2 separate regions of the Ovis aries genome follow, and region 1 is linked to region 2. The links are chromatin contacts, called in public Hi-C maps. All regions are on one chromosome and are shown on one strand. The core of a region is the stretch at or near the end of the contact, and the rest is flanking DNA. Distances in the headings are between cores, read along the strand shown.

What was found. A called contact is a pair of places that touch in the nucleus more often than the background predicts.
Region 1: a contact with region 2 is called in a Hi-C map of liver, with 2.5 times the contacts expected there. The contact joins two enhancer-like sites. A contact is called at or near these places in 3 of 16 Hi-C or Micro-C datasets (liver, muscle and omental adipose tissue).

The regions. Positions count from the first base shown.
Region 1 is chr21:42,258,995-42,264,904 of ARS-UI_Ramb_v3.0, reverse strand. The region is part of intron 5 of LRP5 (LDL receptor related protein 5); the gene reads right to left. Among named protein-coding and RNA genes, the nearest start is that of LRP5, 66 kb to the right of the region's middle. Within about 2 kb of position 1,769, at least 11 of the 54 cell types and tissues checked have an H3K27ac peak or open chromatin away from gene starts, as enhancers often do. A contact at or near this core is called in liver, where this site is marked.
Region 2 is chr21:42,184,534-42,190,457 of ARS-UI_Ramb_v3.0, reverse strand. No RefSeq gene overlaps it. Among named protein-coding and RNA genes, the nearest start is that of LRP5, 8.8 kb to the left of the region's middle. Within about 2 kb of position 3,942, at least 7 of the 54 cell types and tissues checked have an H3K27ac peak or open chromatin away from gene starts, as enhancers often do. A contact at or near this core is called in liver, where this site is marked.

The sequences.
Region 1 (5,910 bases), core at 520-3,019, 77 kb before region 2:
GCCCTGCCTAGAGCAGGTGCCAATATCCCAGGACAAGCAGAGAGAATTCAGGGCAGATACTTCCTGGACCCGCTCCTGCAGTGTGACTTGGGGCAGCTCTCTAGCCCTCTCTGGGCCTTGGTTTCCTCATTTAGAGTGAAGACTCAGCCTGACCTGATGGGAGTCCCCATCTAGCCCTGATATCAAGGAGAACCATAAACCAAACTCTGTGGTGGGTTCTGCCTTAATCTGCCCCCATGGGAGCTGGTGAGATTGCCCAGAAAATGCTGGTTCCTTAGGGAACCAGACACTCGGTTCCCAAACATATTTTGAGCCTGTTTCACCCATCCCTGTTCCCATGATCCTACAGACACAGTTATCCAAGATAGCACCATCCTCACAACAACCTCTGAGGTGGATTCATGCTCTGTTTTACTGCAGAGGAATCCCGCCGCACAGAGAGGTTAAGCTCTTCACCCAAGGACACACAGCAGCAAGTGGGAAAAATAAGGTCCCATGAACACTTCAATCCCCAGAGCTGGCACATGCAGGAAGCCCAAGGTCAGTGCACTGGCCCAGCAGGCCTGGTTGCCCCACCAGTGGCTTTGTGGGCAGCAGTTTCAGGCCAGGCCCCAAACCACGTTCTGGGGTTGGGAGTGGACAGAAGAGATACGGGAACTGCCCGCAGGGTGCTCCTGCAGTTACAGGGCACAGATCTTCAGTGAGCAAGACCGTTAATGAACCAGCGCTGGGAGGAAAGCAGGGGTCATGGGCACCTGAGGAGGGGGCTGGCTGAGACTAGGGCTCTGGGCTCCAGCAGGAGCCTCTGGAATCCACAGGGCTGTGACCCTGGATGCAACAGATTCCAGCAACCTGTCCCCGATGGGCGCAGAGCCACCAGGGGCGAAGTGTGCCCAGACCCAGCCCTCAGGTAACCAGTCAATACAAAGCCTCGAGCACACCCCACCATCAGGAAGCCCCATCATCAGTGTTTCCTAGAATCAAGTCTCTGTGGCTGAGGCAGCAATTAAACGCTGGGATAAATCTGTAGGTGTTGACTGACTCCAAACCGGGGTTGGGGGGCTCCTCTGACACCCCTTGGGCCACGGAGCCTTTGAGGTTTTTAGCTGAGCTTTGCAAAAAAAAAAAAAAAAAACCACACACACAGAGACCAGGACCCCCAGGAGAAAGCCAAGGTCTGGCCCTGGTCAGCCTGAAGGTCTGAGCAGGCAAAGCCCAACACGGAGACATGGGGAGTGCTGTCCCGGGCCAGGTCAGCAGGGCAGCTGCAGAGAGAAGACCCCAAAGCGGGCCTGGAACCCTTGGTCGGCAGACGCTCACCGGGGCGACCTCCAGGGTTGTTTGTGGGGAGGCACAAGTAGCAGCTGGCCTTGGAGTGGGCGCAGGGCGCTGGGCCGGCCCAGCAGGAAGAGAGGCCAACCCCCTCCCTGGGACCAGACACAGGGCCTGGGGAGGACTTTGTTTAAACACCAGGGAAGTAAACTGTTTAGAAACTTAACAGTTTGGCCAAATGGTTTTCTTTGGGGTTGTTTAAACAAATAGCCTGCCCCGCGGCTCTGCCGAAGAAAGTGAAAGCTTCCCTTGCTGTCTGGGCAGCAGTCCCTGGAGCCTCCTCGGCCGGCTTCTGACCGCTGCCCTCCCCCCTGCATCCACCCACGCGGGAAAGAGGGGCGCACCCCTGCCTTGGGGTCAGGCATGGGGCTCGGGACACAGCCCTCCCCAGCAGAGTGTTCGCCTCAAAATGGATAAGCAGACAGGAGGGAGAGCCCGACGCCAGGGACTCATCCAGCTCAAGCCCTCCTCCCTGACAACATAGCATCCAGACCGAGCCACCATCCCCACAAACGAGCACTGCAGCCACATCCCCCGCAAACTGGGCAGCTCTTTTCAGCAGAGACTGCTTCTCTGACAGTCCCAGAGGCCAGAAGTCAAAAGTCAAGGTGCTGAGGACTTCCTGGTGGTCCAGTGGCTAACAACACTCTGCACTCCCAATGCAGGGGGCCCAGGTTCGATCCCTGGTAGGGGAGCTAGATCCCACATGCTGCAACTAAGACCCGGCACAGCCAACTCAGTAAAATAAACAAAATAAATATCAATCCATCAATAAAATAAACATAAACAAATTAAATATTCAAAATCAAGGTGCTGGCAGGGCCAAGCTCCCGCGAAAGAGTCTGGGAAGAGCCGTTCTCAGCCTCTTGCAGCTTCTGGTCATTGCCAGCAGTCCCCGACACCCCCTGGGCTGTGGCTGCTTGCCTCCATCTTAACTCGCCCTCCTCCCCGGGGTCTGTGTCTAAGCAGCCCTCCGAGAAGATGACTGATCCCCAGCTGTCAGGCCCATCCAAGCACAGCACGACCTTGTCTTGGTTCCCGCTGCAGAGACTATCTCCTAATCAGGTCACATCCACAGGTTCCAAGGCTGCGGACTTCACCGTTGTCTTTTGGGGGGGATATGATTCTGTTCCCAACAGTTGGGGAGCACGGGGTGGGGGGACACTTTCCACAGAAGAACGGGTTCAAGGGCAGGAACTCCAGACACAGGGGCGCTGTGGAGGCCGCTCTGCAGCCCCGCAGGCAGGCGTGGGGCAACCCTCCACCGCCCCCTTTCCGTGGGGTCCGATCTGAGCTCGGAGGCTGGGTACCCGCCGAGGGTGGACCAGCAGACCACGACTCTACTCTGAATACCTTCTGCACGCTGAATGCCGGGGCAGCTCCGAGCCCACCCTTGTCTGCAAGGAAGCCTTGTGGAAAGGGCAGGCAGTGGGGGTGGCAGAGCCTGGCCACGAGACACACAGAGCCCCCCGGGACCGAGGCCAGAGGAAGCCCCCGTGAACAGCATCATCTCCACACCCTCCGGCCTGCCTTCCAGTCCCCACAGGGCTCTGTGCGCCTTCCATCCAGGGGCGGACAGCAAACGCTCCGGGCTCTGCAAGGCCACAGCCGCCTCTCACGGCCCCTCGGCTCCACCACCGTGTAGAAGCTGCCACAGTTGACCCGTCAGCAAAGGCGTGCAAGCAAAGCGTCCTACGTGGGCGCCAAAACCTGAAGGCCCTACCGCTTTCCGAGGTCACCAAACACTCCTCTCATGATCTTCGTTCAACTGTGTAAAGACCAAGCTTAGCCCACAGCTGCCCCCAGACAGGCCGCGAGCCCTCTGGCCCACGGGTGGGGGCTGGGGTTTGCTAATCCTTCCGTGGGACAGTACGTGTGACTTTTACAGCGTCAGAACTATAGTCTGACAACATGGGAAACCACGTCAGGACTGAGGGGGGACACAGAGGGCCTCCAAGTGCTCTCCACTCCACTCCCCTGTAAACCTAAAACTGCCTGAAAAATAAAGTCCGTTAGGTATTTTAAAGAAAGTTAAAAGGCATATAAATCAACAAGAAAACTACCCAGACCCCAATAATAAACGGGCAAAGTCCATAAACACAAACTAATAGAAGACAAAAATCACAATCAATAAACACAACAGACGGATAACTTCTTGGTAACTTGGCCATCTGAGCCACCAGGGACGCCCAAGCGTTAGTCGCTCAATTGTGTCTGACTCTGTGAACTCATCGACTGTAGCCCACCAGGCTCCTCTGTCCATGGGATTCTCCAGGGGATTTTCCTGACCCAGGGATCGAACCTGGGCCGCCTGCATTGCAGGAGGATTCTTGCAGGTAGAAGTGAGAGGACTGTCGCTACCAGCTGGGTCAGTAGGTCCCCACCTCCCAGGGGACTGTCTCGTGCACGCTTCCTGGATGGCAGTGTGGGTTAGGGACCCTCTGACCAGGCAACTTCCCCTCCGAGAAGCCAGCCCAAAGCAGCAGCTAGAAACGCACGTGGGTTCTCCATCACAGAGGGTCCCCAAGGCTTCGTGAAAACAGCAAAACCCAAACCCGAAAGGAAGAACCTGTAAAGAACCTAGAGATCTCACTAAAGGGAAAAAAGTGAAAGTGAAGTTGCTCAGTCGTGTCCGACTCTTTGTGACCCCGTGGACTGTAGCCCACCAGGCTCCTCTGTCCATGGGATTCTCCAGGCAAGAGTACCGCATTGGGTTGCCTTTTCCTTCTCCAGGAGATCTTCCCAGCCCAGGGATCGAACCTAGGTCTCACGCATTGCAGGCAGACGCTTTACCCTCTGAGCCACCAGGAAAGCATTACATATATGAAGGGGCTGGAGTCTAGGTCAATCGTTACACAAGCCCCAACGGCACCCTCTGGAGAAGGCGGGGCCAGGACAGGCTGGGGAGGTGGTAGGCGGCAAAGTCAGCATGATACTACTACACACACGATCCGAACAAATCACGCAAGATGTGAATGTGGGCACAGGAGAAAGGACAGGGTGCTCCCTCTGCCCTGGGGGTCCAGTGGTTAGGATGCCTTGCTTCCATTGTAGGCGGCACGGATTTGATCACTGGTCAAGAAACTAAGATTCCACGTGTGACAGCCAAATAAATAAATAGATAAAAGGACAAGAAACACACTTCAAAATAGTAACAGCAGCTATCTCTGCTGCTGCTGCTGCTAAGTCACTTCAGTCATGTCCGACTCTGTGCAACCCCATAGACGGCAGCCCACCAGGCTCCCCCGTCCCTGGGATTCTCCAGGCAAGAACACTCTAGGTGGCAAAATTATGAGAGTTTTAAATTTTCTCCAGTTATTTTTTATGTTTTCCTTCCTACAGCTAACACAAATGTCACTTCAAAAGAAGAAAAACAAAGGCTTTAAAAGATGACGCACAAGTTTATCCCAAGGGGATCTCACAGACTAGGTGGGGCGATGGTCTTCATTCCAGAGACCCACGATGGCTTTCTCAAGGGTGACCTAGCAGGGAGTGCCCTAGCTCTCCACTAAATTGCCACGAGGGTAGGGGGGTGGGGGGGGGGATATATTCGGCCTCCAGGTTCTGAGCTATTTGAGCTGAAGAACAGGAGAAAGGAGGGAGAGGGAAGAAGCGCCCACAGCCCTGGCGGACCAGGAGGACGCTGCTGGCGGCGGTCATCCGGTGTGGGGACCACCTGAGAGGGCCTCAGGGTTAACCCCTTCCACACCTCAACTCGGAAAACAGACTTTTCACGATGGGCAAAACAAGAGTGCATCCCAGGGCCTGGACTGACCACATCACCATACACGGAAGGGGTGGGGCCTGTGAGTTCCCTGCCCCCCCAACCCAGCAGGCAGGGTGGACAGCACCCTGTCCCCTGCTGAACCACCTGTAGCTAGCTCCAAGGTCACGGCCCCCCGCGGGAAGGACGAGGCTCACACCTCACGGCTCCCCCAAGGCCGTACCACCCCGAAGGCTCCTCCTGCCAGAGATGCCTCTCCGCCTGCCTGCGCGTCCTCAGCCCCCGTCCTGGCTCTCGGGTCTCCTGCGTCCATCTCCCCTCGCTGCCCCCATGGGAGGCAGAGCCAGCCTCGACCGTGACCCGGGCCCAGACCCACACAGGCAGAGCCGGGCCCAGCGTAGGCCGCGGTCCATGCTGCAGCTTCTAAGGCCATAAACAGCTTCACAGCAGGCAGGCAGCAGGCTTGTTTTTGTTTTTTAGCAATTGATTTTCTCCACTGCCCCCCTGGGGTAAGCAGTTGGACAAACACTGAGACCACAGGCCGGCACCCCAGCCCAGGAAACCGCGCTGAGCGACCACAGGGTCACAAGGCACAGAGGAAGTGGCCGGGCCGGACGCTGGCTCCGCTGGAAACCTGAGGCGCAAGCAGCTGTCCCCCCGCACGGCCCACCTCAGGCCTGCCAGCCAGGCTGCAGGGAGGCTCCGGCCCCTGGCCTGGGGGCTGGGCCTGCGTGCACGGCTCTGGGACGGGGGTCACCCCGCCCTGAGGCCTGGGGGTCACTGGCCAGGTCAGTGCCAGCCCTGCAACCCCCCCATAGCCAGTTGCCTCCGGTCCCATCCCCAGGCCCCTCACC
Region 2 (5,924 bases), core at 2,693-5,192:
TCCAGCCACTTACAGATGTGTTTGCCCACTCCTGCTCTAGGTGGCCCTATGGCAATACCTGTTCTAGAAAAAACAGAGCAGGGCAAGAGGGACAAGAGGTAAGGAAGGCTTCACTAGGATAGTGAACATTTGTGCAGGGACCTGGAAGTCCTGTGCACAGGCCCTGAGGCACAGTGAAGGGCCTGAGCGGCTGAAGCAGAGAGACAGCCAAGGTCAGAGGGGAGCAGAGGGACCTACCTGGCGGTCCAGTAGCTAAGACTCCGTGTTCCAAATACAGTGGGCCTGGGTTCGATCCCTGGTCAGAGAACTAGATCCCAGATGCTACGACTAAGAGTTCGCATATTGCAACTAAGACCCAAGGCAACCAAGTAAATAGTTGGGTTTTTTTGTTTGTGTGTTTTTTTTTTTTAAAAGAGCAGGCCATCTCTGCAGGGTCCTGAGAGCCACCTCCTCCAAGTGAGCTGGGGGACCATCAGAGGGCCAGGAACAAAGGGAGCCTGAGATTTGATTTCCATGTTGCGGACTCTCTCTGCTCCTGTATGGGGCGGGAGAGGGGCCCAGGAGGCCAGGTGAGGGCCTGCCCTTCACTATGATATCAGTGTTAGTGACAGAGTGTGAGTCCCACCTTGAACTCATCTAGCCGAGATCCTAGCAGACTTCCCAGTGGAGGAGCAGAGTGGCCAGGACCCAGGCTTTGGGGAGGAGGGCTGGGCTGGGCTTAGAAACATGGGAATCTTCAGCATCTGAGGCTGTGATCCTGGAGGAGCAGTTATGAAGAAGGAGGTTCAGGGCCTGAGCGTTTGGGGCCCTCCAAGCTCAGAGGTGAGGAGCACCGGGAGACAGCAGCTCCCCGGAGCCAGGGAGGACGCCGAGTGGAGGGGAAGGGCCCCGTGTGGCCGCCAGACACTGGGACGGGCGCGGACACGTGTCCACAGGGCCTGGGGCGGCCATTCATCTTTGACCTTGAGGAGCTATTTGGAATCACGAAGTCGCTCGCACACACCCGGCTTATGTTGAGAGCTGCATACACCACGGGCCCTTAGCTAAACGCACGGGAGTTCAGGGTGAGGTGGAGACCTTCCCCAGCAGCTGGACGGAGCCCTGAGCAGCTGCCACACCTCTCCAGTTGCTCTCATGGGCAGTAAATCCTCAGGTCCCTTCTAGTCCCAGGGGCTGCGTCCGCTTAGGAATCACAACTCTAGTTCCGGTTTAATGATCAAAACGAAGGTTTATTCCCAGTCACGGTTTCTCCCCTCCTCCAGCTCCACTGGGATTCGAGCAGCCGCGGAACCACAGCGGGGGAGGCCAGCTGGGCCTCTGCCGTCCTCCTCCGGGAGAGAGGGCGGGAGGGGACTGGGACCCTCCAGGATCGGGGGATTCCGAGTGCAGATCTCCCTTTCAGGCTCTCTTTGGGGCCTTCGGTATTTCTCGGATGGTTCCTGACCCCCAGGGCACACACCTTTGCCCAGTCATCCGGAAAACACGGCCACTGGTCCAGTTCCACGGCCAGCTGGGCAGCAACAGGGATGACCTTGGCCTTTAATGCATGGAGCAAGCAGCAGGAGACACCTGTTTGCCTGGGTCCTTGAAGCCTCTCTTGCTGGTCTCGAGATGAAAGGCACTCTCTCCTACTCTCAAGGTGGGCCGGGAACTAACTGGGGTGATCAACCAACTCAAACTGGTTGGAGGTCCTGGAACTGGGAGGTCCTCAAGATGCAGAGCTTTCAGAGCTAAAACTGGACGAGTCAAGGCCAACAGCAGCCAGTCGGTCACCCTTGGGTTGGTGGGAGCAGGTTTCCCTCTGCGGGACTCTCACCCCAGGCATGTGGGGCGCCAGGATACAGGCCCAAGGCAGGCCCAGTTCCACGCCTGCCACTTAAAATTATAAGTCACTGTCAACACATCTGTGCCATTTTTTTTTTTAAAGTGGAGGGATATTTTGGATAAAAAGAGACAACAGAGAGATCCTGGTGGATCATTTCATGCTTATAAAAATAACTCTGATGATATTAAGAATTATGAGTGTTTTTTTAAGAGGAAACAAAAGTCTTCTGTTTATGTGAGAGAATGTTCTTAGACCTCTTCCAAACTGTTTAATGGAGACACATCATACTGTCTGTGACATACTTTCGATATTTTTGTTTTTGGCAAATGTGGCAAAACCTTAAAGCGTTTTGAACCTAGATAATAAAATTATGGGTGGTAACCGTAAAAAAATAATGTTATAAATCAGCCCACAGACTGGAATAAAGAGTGTGGGTTCCCTCTTTATTTGTTGGCTGGACAAATACACAGTCGCGACAGCAGGTAGGGAGTGCCAGGCAGAACTTTCTGGACTCTTCTGTGTGGGAGCCAGGTGTCAGGAGACCCAGCCCAGGACCTCTCTGGACTTTTGCCCCAGGGCGAGGTCTGCGGCGGGAGGTAGGGTCTGGGAGAGGTGCCCATACTGCCTGGATTGGGCCCTGTGCTGGGGCGAGGTGGGGGGTGGGGGTCGCCAGGGGTCCCCACGGGTCACCAGTGGGGAATGGGCAAGCTGGAGGGGCAGAGTGGGCCCCTCTGAAGCTTGGAGACCCAGGCGAGAGGGCACTTACTGTTCTGTTTTAGACCTTCAATATCAGACAGAATGGGCTTCCGGTAAAGAATCTGCCTGCAATGCAGGAGACACGGGTTCGATCCCTGGGTTGGGAAGATCCCCTGGAGGAGGGCATGGCAACCCACTCCAAGAAAATCCCACGACAGAGGAGCCTGGCGGACTACAGTCCATGGGGTCACAAAGAATCGGATACGACTGAACGACTGAGCATGCACCAGCGTCAGAATGGAGGCAGGAAGTCCCATCTTAACTGCCCCCTTGGAGACTAGAGAGAGAGGTCAGCGCTTGCAGGAGGTCAGGCAGCTGGACAGTGGCCAGGCCGGGATAGGGACCTAGTCTCCAGGCTCTGCCCCTGCCAGGCTAACCCCCACTTGAAGCGACCACCTCCCCTTCCCCAGGTCCTGGCCCCCTGCAGGGACCCCTCAGGTCTGGCCACAGGCCAGTTCATGCTGCTCAGTTTGCAAACACCAGCAAGATTCTCCCTTCTTAAGAAAGGGCAGCAAAACCTCACCATCCCCCACCAGGCCTTCCTGTCTGTCCGCTCAGCTGCCAAGCCCTTCCAGCCCACCGTCTACACTCTCCGCCTGGTCTCACCACCTGCTCATTCAGTCCTGCCCCTGCGATGACCTTCGGTCGCCAGCTGCACAGGCCATTGCTGCTGCGTCCGTCTTGGTGAGGCTTCTGCAGGTCTCAAACGCCCCCTCCCCAGCCTCCCTCCCTTGAGCCCCTTCCCCCTTCCAGACTGTCACACGCTATCCTACTCACACGCTGCCCTGTATTAGGCACGGCCCTCTTTGCTGCAGGAGCCCCTGGTGGCCCAGACGTTAAAGACTGCCTGCAGTGCAGGAGACCCAGGCTCGATCCCTGAGTTGGGAAGATTCCCTGGAGGAGGAAACGGCAACCCACTCCAGTATTCTTGCCTGGAGAATCCCATGGACGGAGGAGCTAGGCGGGCTAGAGTCCATGGGGTCACAGAGTCGGCCACAACTGAGCGACCTCACTTTCTTTCTTCTCTTTGCCGCTCTCCCCACTGTGGCCTGTCCGTCAGTGCAGCCAGCATGATGGCCCTAAAATGCCCACCTGGCAGGGCCCTCCCTTCACACAAACCCTCTCTGGCTCCCCAGTGCCCCTGATGGCTCTCCCTGCTGCCTCTCTGCCCTCCCCCAGGTCGGGCACAGCTCCTTCCGGCTGGTCATAGTTCTCCTGGCCCCGCGGTCTTGAGGTCTCCCACTGGGTCTCTGCAGGCCTGAGGGTCCCCTTTCTCTGGGGGAGGCAGGGGCCCTCAGAGCAGGGTGGCGAGGTGGGCTGAGCCTTCACAGAGTTGGCTGGAACAGGTACCCACAGGGGCTGGCGCTCCCATGGGAGGCCAGTGTGTGCAGGGACCAATGACCCGCGGCCAGAGGCCAAGAGCAGCTGCCTTGTGGCGGGGGGGAGGGGGGGGGGCGGGGAGGAAGGGTGATCTTTGTGCAGGAGCGTTCCTGGCACTCAGACTTGGGGGGCGGGGGTCTGGCGGTCTCCGGAGGAAGCTGTGATCGCAGATTCTAGAAGTCCCCTTCCGCCTCCGCGGTGGAGGAGGGTGCCTGGAAAGAGTCTTGAATCCTGGGTCCCCTGAAGGCTCCGCCTTCTGCCCCTGGGGTCTTAGAAGCAGCACCAGCCCCCAGCTTCTGGGGGGAGTGGGCGGGGGTTATCTCCCTCTCCGCCCCGCCCCCAGCCCCCCCGCACCTACCTACACCCCCATCCCCGCCCGCGGAGATCCCCTTGGATATCCGGGCCTGGTGCTGAGCCCGGAGAGACCCGTGCGGGGGCGCTGGGCTCGGCGAGGACACAGACCCTCCCTCAGGCAGTGGCGAGGCACAGCCGGCCTCTCGGCCTTGTCCCTGGGCAGCACCAGGTGCGGACCGCGGGGGAGGCGCCTCCTGCCCGAGCCCCTCCCGGGCCAGGATCACACATCCTCCCTGCTTATCAGCGAGCCTCCTGCCAAAGCTCACCGCCCGCAATGGCCCGCAGGGCGCGTGGGCGCCTTTGATGAGCAGCCCCCACCGCCCAGTCAACTAACGCTGCAGACTTTGCACCGAGTGTTTGCTCCCAGCAAGGACGTAGTGTACCCCCTGCGGGCTGCCCGCTGCTTTCTCTAGGGTGGGGTGGGGTGAAGAGGGGGACGACGGGGCTACCGGTGCGTCTTCCCCAGCCCAGGGTCTAGGTTCTCCAGGAGCACCTGCCTGCTCATGAAATCCTCCTACCGGAAGAGGGATTATGCTCATTCTATAGATGGGAAAACTGAGGCCCGGCTGGTTAGGTGACTTGACTGAGATCCCACAGGGAGCAAAGCATGGAGCTGCAGGCTTTTGTTATTTCTCCTCTCTGATGCTACCGAAATCTGGGCTTTCTTTGTGCCCACGAAAACCAAGTAAGAAAAAAGAAAACATGGAGACAGTTTGGAGGAAATAGAAAGGTGGCTGTAATCCTCAGATGGCGGAAGGAGGTTTGTGCCTCAAGAATGGTGCCCCCTTTCCATGAGAAATCTGGGGGATTACATGGATGCGGGCCCGCAGTCAGAGGTTGGTGACGAGGAACAAAGGTGTCAGGATCTTGCATTCTTCTTCCTCTAGTATTCTTTCACAACAGTCACAGGCTGGTGTCAGGTAGCCCAGTAACTGGGTCTGGCAGTTGGGTAGTTGGGTCCATTGTCTTTTGTGTATTGTACTGAGGCCTTCTTTCTATAAGGCAAAAAGAGAAAAACTACAAGGGATGGTCTGCAAAGAGAGTTCTGTAAAGGTGTAATTAGCATGGCGTCAAAGGATAGTTGGAGGAGGGCGTCGAACCCACTCCAGTCTTCTTGCCTGGAGAATCCCATGGACAGAGGAGCCTGGCAGGCTACAGTCCATGGGGTCGCACAGAGCAACTTAGCACGCACGCACAAAGGCTAGTAGATGCAGAATAAAGCTTATGCAGAGTTAGGGGGCAGAACAGATTAGGAACAGTTCAAGTAAAACCTGGGGCTTTCCAAGTGGCTCAAGTGATAAAGGATCTGCTGGCCAGTATAGGAGACGGAGACACAAGTTTGATCCCTGGGTTGGGAAGATCCGCTGGAATAGGAAATGACAGGATGGCAACCCATTCCAGTATGCTTGCCTGGAGAGTCCCATGGACAGAGGAACCTGGTGGGCTACAGTCCACAGGGTCACAAAGAGTCGGACACGACGGAGCCACTGGGCGCACACACCAAATAAAAGCTAGGAGTGATCAGGCCTGCTCACTGCTGCATCTTCTTTGTTCTTAGGAAACAAAAGAAAAACTCATTTTCCTTTTTTACCTTTTCACTGCAGCATCT